Linked DNA regions of Pan troglodytes: regions 1 and 2 are each linked to region 3. A link is a contact called in public Hi-C and capture Hi-C data. All regions are on one chromosome and are shown on one strand. Each heading gives the region's core, a stretch centred on a gene start, on an enhancer-like site or on the middle of the called end of the contact. The rest is flanking DNA. Distances are from core to core; before and after follow the strand shown. Region 1 holds the start of ACOX2 (acyl-CoA oxidase 2). Region 2 overlaps KCTD6 (potassium channel tetramerization domain containing 6). Region 3 holds the start of PXK (PX domain containing serine/threonine kinase like).

Evidence for each region. A called contact is a pair of places that touch in the nucleus more often than the background predicts. Capture Hi-C pulls out chosen DNA fragments and counts their contacts.
Region 1: a capture Hi-C map of stem cell-derived neural stem cells shows a contact between it and region 3, with 4 times the contacts expected there. The contact joins the promoter of ACOX2 here to the promoter of PXK in region 3. A contact is called at or near these places in 2 of 7 Hi-C or Micro-C datasets (induced pluripotent stem cells and stem cell-derived neural progenitor cells), 1 of 1 datasets of contacts at active chromatin or transcription factors (stem cell-derived excitatory neurons) and 1 of 1 other capture datasets (stem cell-derived neural stem cells).
Region 2: a contact with region 3 is called in a Hi-C map of induced pluripotent stem cells, with 2.0 times the contacts expected there. The contact joins the enhancer-like site here to the promoter of PXK in region 3. A contact is called at or near these places in 2 of 7 Hi-C or Micro-C datasets (induced pluripotent stem cells and stem cell-derived neural progenitor cells) and 1 of 1 datasets of contacts at active chromatin or transcription factors (stem cell-derived excitatory neurons).

Annotation. Positions count from the first base shown.
Region 1 is chr2:62,551,825-62,556,178 of NHGRI_mPanTro3-v2.0_pri, reverse strand. ACOX2 (acyl-CoA oxidase 2) reads left to right here and starts at 1,704. Exons shown (of 15, transcript XM_516559.7): 1 at 1,704-1,905; 2 at 3,824-4,074. The coding sequence starts at 3,915.
Region 2 is chr2:62,512,808-62,517,399 of NHGRI_mPanTro3-v2.0_pri, reverse strand. KCTD6 (potassium channel tetramerization domain containing 6) reads right to left here. Exons shown (of 5, transcript XM_063805954.1): 4 at 1,386-1,455. Among named protein-coding and RNA genes, the nearest start is that of ACOX2, 39 kb to the left of the region's middle. Within about 2 kb of position 2,884, at least 13 of the 24 cell types and tissues checked have an H3K27ac peak or open chromatin away from gene starts, as enhancers often do. A contact at or near this core is called in induced pluripotent stem cells and stem cell-derived neural progenitor cells, where this site is marked.
Region 3 is chr2:62,347,942-62,352,114 of NHGRI_mPanTro3-v2.0_pri, reverse strand. PXK (PX domain containing serine/threonine kinase like) reads right to left here and starts at 2,579. Exons shown (of 19, transcript XR_010155261.1): 1 at 2,326-2,579.

The sequences.
Region 1 (4,354 bases), core at 455-2,954, 200 kb before region 3:
GGCTAATTTTTACATCTTTTTTGGTAGGGACAGGGTCTTGCTATGTTGTCCAGGCTGGTCTCAAACTCCGGGCCTCAAGTGATCCTCAAGCCTCAACCTCCCAAAGCAATGGAATTATAGGCGTGAGCCATCGCGCCTGGCTCAGTATAACAGTTTCTAAGTTCTATGAGTCTTCCTAGCAAATCACTGGACCTGAGGTTGATCTTGGAGAACCTCTGACACACTCAAATAAGTTCTGAAGATTAGCTGACAATATTGCAGCAGTGTTAATGGCTTGGTTTCATAACTGTACCTTAGAAGAAGCTGAGTGAAGGATATACAATAACTTTTTGCAGCTTTCTGAAATTCTAAAGTTATTTCAAAATAAAAAGTTAAACACAAAGAACAAGGAGACAAGTGTGATCATTGTTAGTGCTGGGTGTTAGGTACATGCAGGTTCATTATATTTTTCTCTCCACTTTTGTACGAGTTTGAAATATTTTGTAATTTAAAAAGCCTTTTTAAGCTAGAGAATTCAAGATTTCAGTGCAACAAATCAAAATGATCACATCCAAAACATACAGAACAGGGTCAGCTTCAAAGTGGATGAGAAAACAATTTAAACATGGAGAGTTTATTAAAAAGCCTTGCTCCAAGGGCCCCTGAGCAAGGCTTTCTTCACTGGGCACTTCCTGCAATCCAAGCCTTTCTCTACGGCAGAGAGGAACTAAGTCATTGCCCATGGTCAGTGATAGCATAAATCCTTGGTGGAGATGAGTCCAGGTGTAAGTAAGAACTTTCACCTCCAAACAGTGGGGCCAAGACCACCTTCCCTGAAACCACTGCCCACAGCAATGAGGACTGCCAGGAGTCTGAGCCCCACAGCTCCAGAAGGACCTACTAGGTGATAAGTTGCAAAGCTTGGGCCACAGGTCCTGCCTCTTCCTACAGACACAAGCTAGACACTACCTTAGGGATATGATGGGGTGCTGTGAGGCTCCTTACTGAGCAAATACCTTGCATTACAGGGGAGGCCAAGGCCCAGAAAGGAGTACACCTGCTCAGAGTCAACATAGCTCAGAAGTCCTGCCAGAACAGGAGCCTTGATCTCCTACTGGCCCCTTGATTTCTTTCCCAGTCTTACACAAATGTGTTATGTAATCTACTTATTGTGCAAACCCAAACAAAGTGACATCCCCTCCCTGAGCTTGTTTCCTTACCTGCAAAATGGGGAGCCGCTTCTGACTTTCCAAGGTGGTTATGCAGGGAGGGAACCTCTAAGCCTCTCATTCCTCTCACTAAGACCCAGCTCCCATCTGGATCCCACACACTACAGATGGATGCTCCACAAATATTTTTCCAGGGAATGTCAGGGGATGCTAAGCATAAGACAAGCCATATTTTAGAGCAGAAACATGGGGAGAGAGGAAAAACATACACCTTACAGAGCAATCCCTTCACATGAGGACCATCTGAGGGGAGCCTATTAAGCTCGCGTGATATTAACAGCTTGAGTGCCTGAAGGGCACACAGTGAAAGATCAGGGAAGACCAGGATATCACTTTGGAAACACTGCCGGGGTACACAGCTTTTTGGTACAAGTAGTGTCAAAGGAATCCCTGGCTTTGAGATGTAAGGGCTCCAACCTCCCAGCAGTCCTCCCAGGGCAGCCCCAGCGACAAGCACAAAGGTCACACCCATGCAGGAAGAGAGGGAGGAAGGAGAGGAGCTCCATAAGCCCAGACAAGGGCTTGAGAGCAGACAAGGGCTTGAGAGCTGGCCAAGCAGGTTCTCTCAGCTTCTGTGTTCCAGCCCCTCTGTGGGAGGAGAGAAGGGCAGGACCACAAGCCTGCCAGAGGCTGCGGCCTACAGCCGGGGAGAGGCCAGCCCGGCCTACAGTGCGGACACAGGACAGAGGGGAGCCAGGTGAGCCAGGTTTTTGGGCAGGGAGGGACTGGGAGACCCCAGAGGAGAGGGCTGCCCCCGTGATGACCCTGTCTGCAGCTCCGAGAGACCCTGAGCAAGGCTTTCTTCACTGGGCACCTCCTGCAAATCAGGCCCTGCACTAAGTGTTAGGGTCACAGCATGACAGTGACAAAGATCCTGGCCCTCTTGCAGTTTCTGTGTTAGTAGCAGGGAGATGGAAGTAAACAAAAACATACGAAATGAGTAAATGATCTCAAATGTCAGAAGGGGATAAGTGAAAAGAGAAAAAGGAGAGCAGAGTGAGGACAGGGAATGCCGGGGGAGGGGGCTTGGGGTTTTAAAGAGGGTGGCCTCTTTAAGGTTAAATGAGGTTCAATGCAAAAAGCCCTAGTGACATTTGAAGAAAGGGTGTTCTGGGCAGATGGAGATGCCCTAGCAAAAGCTGGCAGTGGCAGGGAGGCCTGGAGCATTCAGAACAGCAAGGAGGCAGTGGCAGCAGAGCAAGGAAAAGAGGTAAGGCAGGACGAGAGGAGCCGTACTAGGTGCACTTGCAGGACTCCAGGGGGCAGAGGATGGGGCCCCTTGCCAGCACCCCCACAGCCCTGCTGGGGGTATTGGTTTGAAAGCCTCATATGAATCACTTGCTACATGTGGTTGCATGACCCTTATAAAGTCTCCTCCCTTTCCAAGGCCCACATCCTCTCCATAAAATGGTAATAACAGCAGTGCATCTGTCAGGTTGAGGTCAGGAAGGAAGGGGATCAAAAGCATGGCAGCCTGCCGGAGAGATTTACAACATACCTGCTGCAAGCTAGGAAACGCAGAGCTGGCCTCCCAGGCCTTGTGGGAGGAACATGTAAGCAAATAAGAACTTGTCCCTAACCCTAGAGCACCCAGGGAATGAGGGAGCTGAACTTTGTTCAGAGAGAACAGCAGGGGCAAAGGGTAGGAAGAGAATGAGTGGAGGCCAGGGATGAAGGCAGTAAGTTGACATAGGAGAGAGGTGAGTGGAGTAGGGGTGGGTAGACACAGCAAGGACTCCATTCCACAAACAGTGGGCCCCAAGGAGCAGATTCCAAGCAGGAGAGGAAAACAATGTGATTTGCAGTTCAAGAGTTCACCTGGCAGCTGGGAGAACAAATAAGAGGAACACTGAGGCCAAGTAAGAGATAACAGTGCCCTGGATGCTAGCCAAAGAGATAGCAAGGAGCAGATGGCCTCAAGAGACTTGTGAAATAGGATGGACTGCACCTCATGGTTGCCTCACTCTGGAGGAATAGGGGCTTCTCAGAGGCCAAGCACTTGCTATGAAGGAGATAGGGTCCAACCTGGGTATGAAAGACACTCAGGGGCTCCAGGGGAACACTTCACAGGCAGGAAGAAGGCTTCCTCCCTTCAGTTCCACAATACACCTGCAGGGCTCATAGAAATGGAGCTGAGTGATCCTAGAACCTAGGAGCAGCTTAATGAGACCAAGGTGCCCCCAGCAATCCTCCACAGTGGAGCTGTAGTATGGACAAGTCATGTGCTTTGTGGTCAGACCCCATCCAACTCCTGGCCATCTCCAGCTGTGTGGCTAGGGGCCACTCAACCTCTCCAGGATTATTTTCTTCAGGTGTAAGCTTCACTGACTTTTTTGTGAAGATTTCCCTAGGCAATTCATGTAACTCAAACTGCAGTGGATAGAGCCCAGTCTTTGGGGTCAGGCCCTGTCCAATCTTGGCTAACAAGTATTGAACAAACATGTACCAAGCAATGGCTGCATACCATGCCTACCATGCACACAGTGCCTGGTCCACAGCCAGTGTCCACAGGGGGAGTGGGGAGGTGGAGTGGCATTCAGGTACTTAGGGATGTCTTTCTTCTACCAACCAGCCCTGGCTGACACCCAGCCCTAGGCAGTTCCTCTTGCACACAGGTTCTTTGCACTGACCAATGCTGAGAGCAGACCCTCGGAGCAGCCGGGTTGGAAGTGTCTCTCCACAGTCACCAGACAGATCCAGGATAGGATGGGCAGCCCAGTGCACCGAGTGTCATTGGGGGATACCTGGAGCAGGCAAATGCACCCCGACATAGAGAGCGAGAGGTATATGCAGTCCTTTGACGTGGAACGGCTCACCAACATCCTTGATGGAGGTGCCCAGAACACTGCACTCCGCAGGAAAGTTGGTAAGGGGAAGCTGGGGAATGGGACATCTGTTTTATGCCCCATGCTTCTCTTGTAAGAAGAGTCCTTCATTAGCAGTTCTGCTTCCAAATAACAAACTTTGCCCTTGAAATTCCACTGTTAGAGATTCATTCCTTCGAACTGTAAAGACAATCTTCACATGTCAATATTGCCTGAGCCCACCTAGGGGATAGAAGAGTCCTAGGCAGCAGAAGACCTGGATTCTGGTCCTAAAATTCTGCCACTGCATAGCTTTGTAACCTTGGGCAATTCACTTTCCCA
Region 2 (4,592 bases), core at 1,635-4,134, 160 kb before region 3:
GCCTGGGCGACACAGAGAGATTCTGTCTCCAAAAAAAAAAAATTATTTAAATTAAATTAAAAACTGTGCAGACCTAATCTTGGTAACTTTTTCATGGAAGTGATACTTTCAAATACTAAGTTAAAATATACAGTTTAGTCAATACAACCAAGCCAGAAAAGCATCACATACCCAAAAGCTAACAGCAGCCATAAAATTTCATAATCTGATAGTATATTCACTTTTGTAACATTAATGCTGCAATCTGGCCTTTAATTTTGAGAAGCAAGCTTCTCTTAAAAAACATACCTTCAGTTTTAGAAATACTATTTACGAAAAAAATAGGCCAGGTGTGGTGGCTCACACTTGTAATCCCAGCACTTTGGGAGGCCAAGGAGGGTGGACCACTTGAGCCCAGGAGTTGCTGACCAGCCTGGGCAACATGACAAAACTCCATCTCTACAAAAAATACAAAATATTAGCCACACATGTTGGTGCCCACTATCGTCTCAGCTACTCAGGAGGCTGAGGTGGGACAATCACCTGAGCTTGGAAAGTCATGAGCTGAGATCACGCCACTGCACTCCAGCCTAGGGAAAAGAGCAAGACCCTGTCTCGAAAAAAAAAAAAAAGGAAGAAAGAAAAAAGAAAGGCAGACAGAGACTTCAGGTACTAGGCAAGTAAAATATACCTTACACCAAAGGAATAGAAAAATAGGGAGACATATGCACACACAAAAAATGCAAGCGGGGAGAAGAGGCACTTTCTCAACCATTAATCTCCCAAACCACAACAAAATATCCTCCAAACTCACTAGATCCTTTTGTAGTCACTATTCATGAAGAAAGAGCCTTCAGAGCAACACACTTGAAAAAATAAAAAATCACGTTACCTCTCCAGTGATTATAAAAAGTATTTGGAAAATCCATTTTGAGTTTGATTCCATTAAAACACCAAACAAAGGCAGAGGATCATTTGAGGTCAGGAGTTCGAGATCAGCCTGGCCAACATGGTGAAACCCTGTGTCTACTAAAAATACAAAAATTAGCCAGATGTGGTGGTGCACGCTGATAATCCCAGCTACTCAGGAGGCTGAGGCAGGAGAATCTCTTGAACCTAGGAGGTGGAGGTTGCAGTGAGCCAAGATCGCGCCACTGCACTCCAGCCTGGGCAAGAAGGCGAGACTCCACATAGAAAAAATTAAAAAATTAAATAAAAATTTAAAAAACACCACACAAGACAAAAACGCCTCCAAAATACATCTAAACTAAGTAAAAGGGGGAAGAGAGGTTACACAAATTCACAATTTTCTGTTCTTATAAGATATACCTAAAAATACATAAGGATAAAAAGACACACAAAAATAATTCCCCAGCCTTCAAAATGCATCTCCAAGAAGCACTCACCATATAGCCCCAGTCTCCATTATCCATCAGCTCCAGTGATGCGTCTTCAAGAGCCCAGGTTTCAGGGAAACTTCAAGAGGAGAAAAACAGACATATGATAGCATATATAACTATGAAAATAGAGAAGAAAGGCTTTTTCCACCCAACAGAGGAGGCCAAACACCAGAAAAACTACTCGTCCTTGCTCAGCTGAAACCTACTACAGGGCAAAGATCTGGAGAAGAAAGCATTCCCCTAGGGCCTTCTACATGTCCTGTATTCTTACCATAGAGAACCCATCTGGAACTAAGAGACTGAAGATTTTCAGAGAAAGAACTATACTGTACTTAAGAGAAGGAGGAACAGTCTAGGAAGTAACCCAGTCATTCAAATTCTACCTCTCTTCTTAGAACATCAATTTTTAGAATTTATATAAGAGAATATTATGATGAACTCTACAACCTTATCCTGGTACAAACCTATAATGGTCCTCACCAAAAAGGTCATTTAAGAAAAAGGGACAGGCTGGGCGCGGTGGCTCACGCCTATAATCCCAGCACTTTGGGAGGCTGAGGCAGGCGGATCACCAGGTCAGGAGTTCAAGACCAGCCTGCCCAACATAGTGAAACCCCATCTCTACTAAAAATACAAAAAATTAGCTGGGCGTGGTGGTGGGCACCTGTAATCCTAGCTATTCAGGAGGCTGAGGCAGGAGCATCACTTGAACCCGGGAGGCGGAGGTTGCAGTGAGCCGAGACTGTGCCACTGCACACCAGCCCCTGCAACAGTGTGAGCCTCCATCTCAAAAAAAAAAAAAAAAAAGAAAAGAAAAGAAAAAGGGAGAAGGGAAAACTCCTTTTCATCAGCATTTCAGCTATACAAGCCAATCACCTGAGTAAAAGCATCAAAAATCATAAACCTCCCAGGATACCAGCATCCCTTTCCAAGAGAAATACATCAGAATGGTATTTATCTTACAATATTAAAAAAAATGATGATGCTTTTAAATAATGATGTATTTCTCTTTGTACAATTAAAACAAATAGAAAGCGATTTAAATGCCGAAGTGTTAAAGAGCACAATTTGGGGCAAAAAGAACCTTACCGATATAGATGAGAGTCAATCAGCCAGCACTCATGGAGAGCCAGCCTTAAGACACTGAGAAATGCTCAGATACTAATGATGCCAATGTGAATTTATTTTTATCTACAATTCAAAAGCATTTAAACAAACAGTTTCCCAGCTACTGAACTGCCTTAGTCAGTTCCCTCTCACACACTTCAATCCCAAATCAACCTGTAAAGCAAACTGCAGAGCAAATTTCTAAAGCTCTGGCAAGACATGGTAAGAAACATGGACTTATTGGTATTCATCCAGGAAAAGCACTGGCTTTTTTACGTGGTCCTTTAACAGATTCACTTTTCCCACTTTTAGAGGAATCTGGCACAGAATTCCCAGAACAAGCCCTAGCTACAGAAGATCACAAAGGCTCTTTCTCAAAAGGTCACTCAGGCATGTAGAGAACATTTGCATAGCACAGCATGGGCTGAAATCAGAGCCTGAAGCATCTATTTCTCTACCTTGCAAATCCTTCAAAGCACACAAACTAAAATGTGGACCAGACTATGGGGCAGTCAGTTTTTATTCTTTACACTCAGCAGTTGGATATAGACAGGCCTCCACATGCTATGGGGTGAGAAATGGAACAAATGTCAAATTCAAGACTGTTATGACAGTCTTTCATTCCTCTGACTTGCTTCACAAATAGTATCCGAAGTAAACAGGACCAAGAAATGGGCTTTGCCAATTTGTCTTGCCAGGATCTGATTCAGTTACTGATAACAACAGATTAGTAACTGAGCAATTTAAAAGGCCACTCATCCAAAAGTTCTGGTAAGATGCTCATCTTTGGCATTTTCCCATCACGCAAAGTATTCATTCTGACAGCCTCAATAATCATTCATTCAGCCAACAATTATTGTGGGTCACCTATGGAGTGGAGGGGGTGCCTATGTGCAATGCGGACACACAGAAAGAGGAAAAGGACAATCTTTGCCCTCACGGAGCTTTCCATCTATAATGGAAGGCAACATGCAGTGACTGAAGTACAGAACAGAATTCAAAGTGCTATACAACAGATGGACCAGCAGAGGCCCGCGAGAGGGGAAAAGCAAGATTCCAAATGGGAAATAGAGGACTTCTGGGAAGAGCCCATTCAGTTGAATCCTTGAAAGAAAATTCGGACAACCTGAGAAGGGATTCTAGAAGGAAGAAACAACTTAATAGACAGGGGCATGAAAGACTTTTTTTCCCCCTACAACATTCCTGATACCAGTAGGCCGAGCAGGGATTACTATCCTCATCTTAAAGATGCAAAACAGAGAAACAAGGCAGATTAAGTGACTAGCTGAGGGCGCCACAGCTGGGAAGTAACTAGATAAGAACTTGCATGTTCTGACTCTTAGTCTAGATTTTTCCATAAATCCCCTCCTAGGGTAGAAATTGAAAGAACAGAATCCAAGAGACAAGAAATTGAAAAAGCTTAACTTTAAACTCTCTATAGCCATCTATTAACCCTATCCATCCAGTAGGGTTTTATTTACAAATTTTACAGTAACTCAGCCTAACTAAACAGTCATAATGGGTTTGTAAAAATTCTCCTGAGGGCGCCCCCCCACCAAAAAAAGGCAGGAACCCATTCAACTACTGTGAATAACGGTTGCTGTCCTGTCTGTAGTGACATAAAGAACTCCAATCCGTGAATATCCAAATGATTAAATGAGAAACAGAAGATCAAAGACAAGGAAAAAAGCAGACATCAATGTTGCAGCCGTTAACGAAAAGTCTGTCCACTATTAACCCTTTTTCTCTTTTTTACTGCTAAATCAAAACAAGGTAACTTCTTGAGCAGTTCTCTAAAAAAAAAAAAAAAAAAAATTAGATGATGTCCCTGAATCTGTTCCACAGCAAAAGCAGAAGTTCCGGTACAAAGATGTAATGAAAGCTCATGCTTAATAATTCAGGAAAGCAATTATGGGAATCTACAGCCCATGTTTCTTAAAAACCACCCAAAAGCCTTCCTATACTTGTGTATAAGATACATCAAAATAAATTGAAGCAAAGTCACTATTAGTCACTTCCAATAACAATGACTAAACTGTCTAAAGAAATCAAATTGTGCATTAAAGAGTTCAAAGGGAAAAAACAGTATTGATTAGTTTAAATTTT
Region 3 (4,173 bases), core at 1,330-3,829:
CTAACAGTCCAAAAAGTTTGCATCAGCATAAGATTTTCTCAATAAACTTCAGGGCTGATGCAACATTTCTCAGTCAAACTTTACAGCTAAAATGACAAGAACACAGAACAGTCAAAAAATTACGCAAGACAATGCTACAGTTTTTTACTCTACCACATCTGCCTCTATGGGTCTCCTGTGAGTCATTGTCTTTTGTGGTCAGTCATCCCTACAAGAACTGCCATTTTCTACCCTAAATTATTTTATTTTTTAAAGAAAAGATCTGCAGGGCCAGGTGTGGTGGCTCACATCTGTATACCAGCACTTTGTGGGGCTGAGGCAGGAGAACGGCCTGAGCCCAGGCGTTCCAGACCAGCCTGGACAACATGGTGAGACGCTGTCTCCACACACACACACACACACACACACACACACACACACACACCAGCCTGGACAACATGGTGAGACGCTGTCTCTACACACACACACACACACACACACAGACACACACACACACACACCCCTACAATAAAAACAGAATCCTATTACACCTTTCGCCACCTAGCTAAAGCACTGATCTCTAAGTTATTTTTTCAATGTTTACAATTACCATTTTACATAAACAGAAAAAGAGGCATAGTAAGGTTGAAGTTGGATTATTTAGTCATTTGATAAACACATTTGAAATCCTATCAAAAACCAGGGAATGAGACTCAAAAGTGAGGAAGAAGTGCCCCTCCTCTTGTAGCCTGGTGGAGACAAAAAGTAAAGAAGTAATTACAGGACAAACTAATCAAGATTAAGGTGTGGGTAGGCACATGGGCTGGGGCTGTAGAAATCATGAATGCTTCCTAGGGAAAGTAATTTGTGAGTATTTATAAACATCTATCTCTTTATTTTCAATACAAAATAAACCTAAAGGACTCGACACTATTCTCTGGAAGGTTATAAGACTTACTTGCCAATAGTCAAGTCAAAAATCAAATTTAATAGCTGAATTACTCTTGACTCCCTATCCTAAATTTCAACCCTTATGCCATACTCCCTTTAGGCACAAATGAGAGCAAGTTTAACAAATTCTGTCCTGTATGTGCCTTCTCACATGTCTACAGAATAGGATTAAAGCCACGCAGCGTGAATAAATAGCCCTTTTTAAAAAGATAATAATTTTCTTAACTGGAAGTGAATGCTTTGAACAATTCAAGCCCTACAAAGCATGGCTGTCAGAAGAGGAAACTGAGGTTCAAAAAAGTCTCACTTTAATACAACAGAATAAAAGGTCTCTTTGAAGTCATCAGAAGAGCTTGAACGAAAAGAGAAACAGAAGGCTATTGTGAGCTTTAGCCTCCAGATGATGACCCCCCAAACACACTGCAATGGTAAACAAACAAGCCTCTGAGTCTGAATCTGATTCGGTGGACTGACAAAACATCACAATTGAAGGAATCTCTCTCCTCACTCATTACTTTTCCAAAAAAGTCCCACTAGCTGATAGCTCCAGGTTTCTTGCTGGTTCCTAGATTTATTGCTTGGAAATTATAATGCATAGTGGGCCTTTCAAAAAAAAAAAGGTACAAGCAAATGAAAACAACCACGGTTTTAAAGCCCCATAAAAGACCGTATATGTAGCAGAAATGAACCCTGCCAATGTTTACTATGAGGACCTATTACTCCTTTATGCTACTCGAGTGGATTTTAAACTCAAATGAATGCTACCACTGCCCACTAAAGAGCAAGTTAGAGAAGCACATTCATACACCTGCTTAACAGCGCCCCGACTGCCGCCCCCACCACTTCCCGGGACCAGGGCCAAGCGGCTGACCTGGAAACGGGGCTGCAGACCCCAGCCACTTACACTCTGCTGTCCCAACAAGTAGGCTCTGGAGTCACACTTCATTTGGCCCGGCACACCCTCATCCCCATCACCCAGACCCTCAGCTGCAAGGAGGAAATTACACGGCCTCAAAAAGGAAAAGGCTGGCGGCGGGCAGAAGTGGATGGTCCTGAGCGGTCTCGTTCCTGCTCCCCTAGTCCAAGGTGAGCCCGGGAATCCCGCAGCCCCCGCCCCCGCCCCCCAACTCGGAGTCGCTTTCCTGGTCGCCGCCGAGCTCCTTCCACCCCGCGGCGCCGGGAGCTGCGGTCCCCATCCTTGGCCCCTCCGGGCCTCAGCGTTCGCCTGGGCCCCAGGGGCCCTGACCCAGACCCAGCGGCGCGCCACAGCCTTCTCGGCCAGGGCCGCCCACCCTGTGGCCCGGTCTCCGTCCGACGACCCTGCCCGGCCCGCGCCAGGCAGCCTCGCGGCCCGGGGCCGCCCCACGCCGCCCGCCCGCCCGCTGGGCCGCGCACCGTGTGGGACTGCAGGCTCTGGCTCGCCTCGATGGCTGCTGTCAGCGGCACCGTGTCGTCCAGCAGCACCTTGCCGGCTGGCGGCTTCTCCATGAAGGCCATCCCGGGACGCCCGGCCGCCGCCGCCTAGGGACGCGAGGCAGGAACCCGAGGCGCCGACTCCCGCCGCCCGCCCGGTTCCACCGCAGCCGCTGTCAACACGCGCCGCCCCACGCGCCGCCGGGCCCGCGGGGTCCTAGCGCCGCCCTTCCCACGGCCGCCGCCCCGGAGTCCTAGCGCCGACCCAGCGCAGAACGTGTGGGGGCCGCCAGCACTGCCGCCCGCTGGCCCGCTCCTCCGCCTCGCGGCTGCCATGGGCCTGCGCTTCCCCGCTCCTCGCAGCCGCACCGCAGACCCGGTGCCCTTAGCTCCGGGCTTCGGACCGGGGAACACCACCCTAAGCCATCACTACCAGGATCCTCAGATCCAGAGACGCCTGGTCCTGAGCCCTGGGATCCAGGAATCTTCAGGGCGAGATTTCCAAACCAGGCCTCTCAGAACTGGGCTTTTCGGGGACTGTACGTCTTGAAACCCTCAGAACTGGATCTCTCTCACCCCCCAGGCCCAAGGACCCTAAAACTCAGAAAAAGGGCCTTTAGGATGGGACCCCCAGTCTGAGCCCTGCAAACCCAGAGACTTTCTGAAACAAGCCCTTCCTACCGAAACTTCACAGGGACTCTTGAACGTGGCTCCTCAGGCCTGAACACCTAAGAGCTGGACCCCATAATTGGAGGTCTTGGGCCCCAGAACCCTCAGACCCAAGCTCTAAGAACTGGAGACCCTATAAAATGGTCCAGAGACCCCTAGCCTCTACTCTTGGCCCCCACTGCGGGCTCAACCACATCCCTTAGACTTGGGAGTTTTTGATCCCACCATATGGACTAGAAGAACTTCAAACCAAGAGCCAAGCCAGAGAACCTTGGGATCAACTTCTCAGCCCTAAATCTGCCCACAGTCTGCCTGAACCCAAAGCCATAATCCTGGCACCACCTCATCCCCCCATCTCCATATACACCTAGAAATTTCACCCACACTGCCCTCTCCTAGGGCAGCATTCCAGGATAGTGAAGAGTTAAATTTAGAATCGGAGGACCATCATCTCCATGGCTCTGGCATTTACCAGCTGTGTGATCTTCAATAAGTTACCCAACCTCTCTGAGTCCCAACTCCCCAATTTGCAAAGTGGAGATAATATTATTTGTATGAAAAGGTTAATACAAGGAATGCAGTAGACTGGGAAGGGGCTTGGCACATAGTAAAAACTCAAACGGTGGTCAGGCATGATCGCTCACGCTTGTAATCCCAGCACTTTGGGAAGCCAAGGTGGGTGGATCACCTGAGGTCAGGAATTTGAGACCAGCCTGGCCAACATGGCAAAACCCCCACTACTAAAAGTATAAAAATTAGCTGGGCATGGTGGCACGCGCCTGTAGATCCAGCTACTCTGGAGGCTGAGGCAGGAGAATTGCTTGAACCCGGGATGGGGAGGTTGCAGTGAGCCAAGATCATACCACTACACTCCAGCCTGGGTGACAGAGTGAGACTCTGTCTCAAAAAACAAACAAAAAAACAGACAAACAAAAACACCTCAAACCGTGGTCAGGCATGATGGCTCACCTTTGTAATTCCAGCACTTTGGGAGGCTGAGGAGAGTGGATGGCTTGAGTCCAGGAGTTTAGCCTGGGCAATATGGTGAGACCCCGTCTCTACAAAAAAATTTTAAAAATACCTGGGCATGATGGCTCACACCTGTGGTCCCAACTACTCAGGAGGCTGAGGTGGGAGAATTTTTTGAGCACAGGAGGTTGA